Regions from separate parts of the Mus musculus genome. Here region 2 is linked to region 1. Evidence: chromatin contacts called from public HiChIP or PLAC-seq data. All regions are on one chromosome and are shown on one strand. Each heading gives the region's core, a stretch centred on a gene start, on an enhancer-like site or on the middle of the called end of the contact. The rest is flanking DNA. Distances are from core to core; before and after follow the strand shown.

Region 1 (3,161 bases), core at 177-2,676:
CATGGAGTGAGCCCTCCACTCCAAAGTTCAGTTGGATATTGGCAAAATGGAAGGCTGTTCGACTGGTGTTCATGTCCTCTCCACTCCCACAACCCACAACTGTAGTGTCCAGACCATACGTCTTGGCTTCGTGGTAGATTGTGTTTGACGCAGTCACTCCTAGGAGGAGCCTTTCTGTATCCATTCAACAAATGTTTCCCATGGGGACCAAGGGGAGCTCAGCCAACAGGAACCTTAAAATCTTGCTCTCAGGGGGTTTATAGTGTAAAACTGGGGGAGGAACACAGAGAGGGTTGCCACCTGCCAAGCCTGCCTTAACCGGATGGATGGTACGAGGAAAGAGGGAAGGAGCTGGGTATGTGAACTTTGTGATTTGAATAGCAAGGAAGAAGAGAAGACTGCTGAACTGAAAGCATTGTAGATAGAAGATTAAGTTCAAAGGCTCTGGGGCCAATAACATGCTTTTTGAGAGAACGGAGAACTCTAAGGCTTTCTATAGAAATCCGGGTGCCATTTTCAACATTCAGAGTGTACACTGTAAAAAGAAAAAAGGGAAATGAGTAAAATTAACTTGTGTTTTCTTAATACAGGAAACAAACAAAAATACTAATAAAATTGAGCTTTGCTGAATAGTCTCTAATCTCTCTCCCTCTTTTTTTTGTATTAGGGAAACAGAGACAGGAGGATGAGTTCAAAGCCAATCTGGGCAACATAATGAGACCATGTCTTAATATATCTAATTAAGAAAAAAAACCGGGGATATAGCCTACTGGTAGAGTGCTTGCCTACCACGCGTGAGCCCCTAGTTCCATATACCTGCTACCAAAAGCAAACAAACAATCACACTCCCCCCTCACCCATGTTATATCTCCAACATATAGTACAGATTAGAAGCACATGTCAAGTCCTCATTAATCATGGATGCCTATTGGCTAGTAATATGAGACCAGAGTGGGTGTGATTGCCAGAGTTTGGGAGAAAGGGTTCTAGAATCGAAACCTCTCAGGTCTGGACCTTCAAATCCTATTAGGGCTCTCTGCCCTCATGAGGGTCGAGGCACACAGACGGGAAAGCCACATGCTGGCGTCCTCAGAGGCCTCTTGGTCGCTTCCCAGGACCTGTTCTGAGGAGGCCCGCTTGTGCACACGTGGGAAAGCTGCGTGCTGGCCCCGGGCCTGGAGCCACCTCCCGCGCCCACTCGGCCAGGTCTCATTCCAGAAGCGGCGTCCGCCCAGGTGAGGTGAGGCCTCTCTTCCAGCCGTTCAGCCCCGCCCCTTGGACACGGTTTTGGTTTTCGGGTGCAGACAGGTCTGCATTCCTCTGAAGAGGCCCGCTCGGCCCCATCAAAGCCAGCGACAGAGCCACATCACAGTCACCCATGATACCAGCCTGCAGTTCCAGCGAGCACCACGAGGGGCGCAGGCGGGACGGGCCATGCTGGCTCAGATGCCTCTGTGGACTTTCTCCTGGAGTCCTGGGGGCTTTGCTCCCACCACTACCTTCCTTTCACCATCACTCAATCCGTCTGTGCTGTGCTGTCAGCGGTCGCCTGGATTCCCATAGTTTTCTTGAACAACTGATAGGATGGGGGGGAGGGGGGCGGGGGAGAATCCCAGCTGTGAGCCAGACGCAGAAAAAATAGAGGTGCTTTGGGAGCCCTCTATTTGGGGTGATGATGATTCGTGGAGAAGTCCGTGAATCCGAAGTCTGTACATTCCGAGACTGGAGCCAGGAACAAAAAAGATTCCACTGTTCGGATGTTTTCACCCCTGAGGCTGAAATAACAGCGGAGGCCTGACTACCCACGTGGTGTCTGTGGCCAGAATAGGACCCACATAATAATGGCTTAGATCAGGGAAGGGCCTTTCCCATTCCATGATGCAATATTGTCATGACAGCAAAAACAAGGCTCCGCCAGCTGAAGTAGGTACACAATGGCGCCTTGCCTCTGCCCTGCCCACACCTCTGTGCCTTGCAGTAGCATTCCCTAAACGTGTGTGGAGTTGCAGGATTACAGAGAAGTGCCAGAGTCTAGAGGGACCTGCAATTGGCTGCTTCCCAGGGGACTAATGGGCCAGGCTGGTTCACTCTCCCTTAGCCACCCTTCAGCAAGAGAGGGCTATGTGGGTGGGCTATCATACCCACCTTTCTGTGATGTCCCTAAAGCTTCGATCACACTTTTGCAAGCAAGCTTACCTTAAACAGCCCTAACACAACGACCCAGACCAGCTAACCAGGGAACACAGGATATGATAGGTAGAAATCCACAAAATGGTTCTGTGAGCAAGCTCACTTTTGATTTTGTGACAGGAAAAAAAAAAATCGCCGGGCAGTGGTGGCACACGCCTTTAATCCCAGCACTTGGGAGGCAGAGGCAGGCAGATCTCTGAGTTCGAGGCCAGCCTGGTCTACAGAGTGAGTTCCAGGACAGTCAGGGCTATACAGAGAAACCCCGTCTCGAAAAAAAAAAATCATGGATTTGGGGGAGAGGAGTCCAAAGCTGTTAGGCCAGATTTATCTTGATAAAGTATTTATCTTGAAAGACTCCAGTTATAAAAGAGGATGTGAAGTTCAGTCCAAGCTGAGGGTGGCTTATCTCTTTCCTCAGCATAGGTGAGGTGACGCCAGGAGGTTCAGTATTTCAAGGATATCCCTAGACATATATCCTGTCCAAGGTTAGCCTTGGCTATATAAGCGCATCTCTCAGAAAAAAGGGCTAGGCTGTGAAGAGAGCACATATCTAGCACGCCCGAGGGCCTGAGTTCAATTCCTAACACAGAAAGAAGAAAGGAAGAAGGAGAGCAAAGGAAGAATTAAAAACAGGCCTAGGATCAGCAGAAGGGAGATTTCAAATATACAGATCAAAGGAGGTGGTCTGGGAGGGGCTTGATTGGGAAGGTGGGGTGGGGGTGAAGGAAGAGCCATTTCTTGTAATGTGTTTTGGGGCCTCCTGTGGACCACAGACTGAAAAAAAAAAAAAAGCCCACTCATGTCCTGTGAGCATGTTTGGCTCTGGCAGTACCCCTTAAAGGCAGAGGCCATTCTGAATCCACAGCTTCTATAGTTCACATTCCTGAGAGCTCCGAAAGAAGGAGAACGCTTTTGTAACTTGCTTGGTGATAAGGGTTGGTCTGGAGGAACGTGAATCAGTGTCTCTGTCA
Region 2 (3,324 bases), core at 820-3,319, 570 kb after region 1:
ATTACATTCAGTGCATTCCCTCCTGAGAACCTTGATTTGTTGGCATTCTCCAGAGAGTCACTCTCCCCCCTTCCTCCCCCAATGTGCCTTTCCCTGCTGCTCCTCTTCCCTTCACCCATGTGGGCTGTGAGCCTCCAGAGAGAGGCTCCTGCCATGTGGACAGAGAGCAAACCAATAAGCTATCCTTTGTGCAGGACCCTTGTGTTCTCTTTCTCTGGCCCACATTACTGAGAAAGGCTGAGTTACTACTCTGCAGCTCAGAGTGGCTCTGTGAGAAAGACAGAGCAGGGAAAGGACTAGAACCCAGGGCCCTCCCCTACCATCCTGCCGCTCTGAAAGTCACAGAAACACCACCAGACAAAACAGCCAGGGCAGACTGTAGCCAGCCTGGAGTTGCTGAACTCCGGGGAGAGCAGAAAGGACTTTTATGTGGTTTGAGGCTACATTCTATGATTCTTTATGTAGAAACAAATTGTCCTTTTAATTATTGTGTGGGTTGTACTGAAATAGATGAGCATTCCTTGAGCCACTGGCAGCAGCCAGAGTAGCCCAGGTGTTCATCCTGAAGACCGGCCAAGTTGCAAGCTTGCTGTTTGCAAGTGGGAGAGGAGTGTGTGTTTCAAAACAAAATGTTTTGTTGATTTTTTTTTTCAAAATTCAGCTTTTGGAATATTATGAAAGGAAATCACAATAGAAACACAAGCCATTCATGGAAGGTTTCCTTTATGAGAAAGAGTTGGGGACATGTCCTAGTGGGTAGTGTGTGTACTCGAGTATGTTAAAACACAATTGACTCATCTCAGCTTTGCAAAGTTTACAAAGATGGCTCCTTAGATTGAGTAGCTGGGACTGTCCTATTTTGAAAACCTTTTTATATATTCTTTTGTAATTCAACACAGGAAGGAACACTGGCCTACATAGAGCTGGAGCTTACAAACAGTGAAGAAAAAACAAATCAGAATGTCAATTATATCTTTTTCTTTATTCTTCTGCATGAGTCAAGTTTTGATCATGGGTTCTGCAGTGACTCTACAGACAGCACAATCTCTACCTTCTCTATTTCTGCTCAGTGGATTATGAACACAAATTGTTTTGTTGCCCAGTTAGGGCTTTCTACAGACAAAGGCCCAAGATCATGTCCCCTTTTCTATCCTGGGCACCCTTGAGGGTTTTCTGAATTCTCACTTTACACTCTTGCCGCCAGACAACTTGAAAAGGAGGCACAGATAACCAAGCAAACTATATGACAACTTTTCTATTACTCTTGTGTGGGACACAGCTAGAAGCAGGGAGTTCACACAGCAGCCATTGCTGCCCTTTACTATACACATCCTGGGCATAACTCCACTTAAGTTACTTTCTAGGGAATTTCTGTTCTACCAGCCGGGCTGTCTGTGTAAGACTTTGAATCACTCTTGGTGAGATGTTTATTTAAGAGAGACACCAGACGCTGGTAATATGACTCAGTTTCTCTCACAAGAACCATAAGCATGAGTTGGAATCGTCACAGGGCTCATTCACCACCACCACCACCCCACCCCCGTTAAATGTCAAAAGCCTGTATCCCAGGTGCTTCCAGCCTCCATCTACAGCACTGTCTGATTGGAATAACCAAGCCATATAGCTATGGATACAAAGGCAGAGATTTCAGTAAGAACGGAGACCCAGACTATCTGGTTTCCTGCCTAAGGAGCGGTTGCTTCCCTGAAATATGAAAAGGCAGCCACTTTCCTCTGTTCAGTAGTCAGACTGCGGGAGAGTTGCTCAAAACATCAGCCCCTCTCCTTTTGTGTTTCAGGAGAGCTGCATTTCTCCTGGCCTCCCAAGAAGAACAGCCCCCAGCACCTGAGAACCCAAGACCACACAGCAGACCTCCCTGGCACCTGCTTTCCTCATAGCCTTTCTCATACTTCTCAAGACCAGGACACACACAGCAGGAAACTGCTTAGCAACTGCACGTAGGAAACTAGGATTCCAAACTATTCCTGTGGGCTCCCCCCACCTGCTTTTGTTCTCCTGTTTTGTTTCCAGTCCTGTGTGATTATTCCATCACACAGCCACTAACCGGTTCTGCAAGCCCCAGGATCTCAGTTGGGATGACACAGGGGCTGCCCTGGAGCTTGGGGATTACACGCAAAGGCCCCACGCAGCCTGCCAGGGGGAGCCACAGAGGCCCAAGCTCCTTGGACAGCTCTGGTGGAAGCTCTTAGGAACCCTGATTTCTCTGGAAGTGACTGTTTTCCTGTCTTCGTTTTGTTATGCCCCTGCCTCTGACCTTCACCCTTAAGTCAGCAGCCTTGCCAGTTCTCAGGGTTTGCTTCTGCCCTTTCCTCTAGGAAGAAGAGGCCCAACCAGCCAACCTCAATATGTAAATCCTCTGTCCCACTGTATGTTTTGAAATTCCATTGTATTAAGAGAATCTTCCTCATGGGATCTCCCATGGAGTCAGTCTCTGAACACGCCTCTTAGGCTATGCTTTCTCTAAATCTCAGTAACTCTATCTCTGTGTCTCTTTTTCTGTCTCTGTCCCATTTTCTTTTGCGCTCTCTCTCTCTCTCTCTCTCTCTCTCTCTCTCTCTCTCTCTCCCTCTCTCTCTCTCTCTCTGCTTCACTTTATGCCTGAGGATGCATCCACATGTGTCACTCTGTCTTTGGAAGTTTCTTTTTATCTTAATTCACTCATGTGTGGGTATATATATATATATATATATATAGTATATATGTATTAATATACATGGACATTTGTGCTCATGAGTGTGGATGCCAGAAGTCAATATTCACCATCTTTTAAAATCAATTTCCACCTTATACTTTAAGGTATGGCCTCACTGAACGTGAAGCCCACTGATCATCTAGATGGCTGACCAGCAAGCTGCAGGGGTCCACCTGCCTGTCTTCCCAGCACTGTGATTAGAGATGCAGAACAACCATACTCAGTGCCCAGAAAGTCTATCTCTCTTCTTTACCTCCAGGCTTCTCATTTCTCTTTCTTTCTCTGTTTTCTCTCCACCCTCACCCCACAACTTCCCTTTCCTACCCCTGTATTCTGGTGGGTTTTTTGTTTTGTGTTGTTTTTTGGTGTTTTTGTTGTTGTTGTTGTTTTTCCCTTAAGCCTGGCAGCTTTGCCCAGGTCTCAAATGAGATATGATCAATTTTCAGGACAGCTAATTTTGCAAACCAAGGATCGATTTTCCCTCATCCCTGCAACTTGCCTTCCATCTCAGAATCCCTGAGTCTCACCAAAAACACTTCCTAGAAACAGGCCTGTGTGCCCTGGCAGGAGCCACCCAGCTGCACGGCAACCCGGGCGCTCCAGAGGAGACA

What was found. HiChIP or PLAC-seq counts read pairs in DNA pulled down with a chosen protein or histone mark.
Region 2: an H3K27ac HiChIP or PLAC-seq map of embryonic stem cells shows a contact between it and region 1, with 5 times the contacts expected there. The contact joins two enhancer-like sites. A contact is called at or near these places in 1 of 484 Hi-C or Micro-C datasets (embryonic stem cells) and 4 of 115 datasets of contacts at active chromatin or transcription factors (all in embryonic stem cells).

Annotation. Positions count from the first base shown.
Region 1 is chr4:55,479,240-55,482,400 of GRCm38.p6, forward strand. No RefSeq gene overlaps it. Among named protein-coding and RNA genes, the nearest start is that of Gm22150, 12 kb to the left of the region's middle. Within about 2 kb of position 1,427, at least 93 of the 459 cell types and tissues checked have an H3K27ac peak or open chromatin away from gene starts, as enhancers often do. A contact at or near this core is called in embryonic stem cells, where this site is marked.
Region 2 is chr4:56,050,097-56,053,420 of GRCm38.p6, forward strand. No RefSeq gene overlaps it. Among named protein-coding and RNA genes, the nearest start is that of Gm12519, 51 kb to the left of the region's middle. Within about 2 kb of position 2,070, at least 19 of the 459 cell types and tissues checked have an H3K27ac peak or open chromatin away from gene starts, as enhancers often do. A contact at or near this core is called in embryonic stem cells, where this site is marked.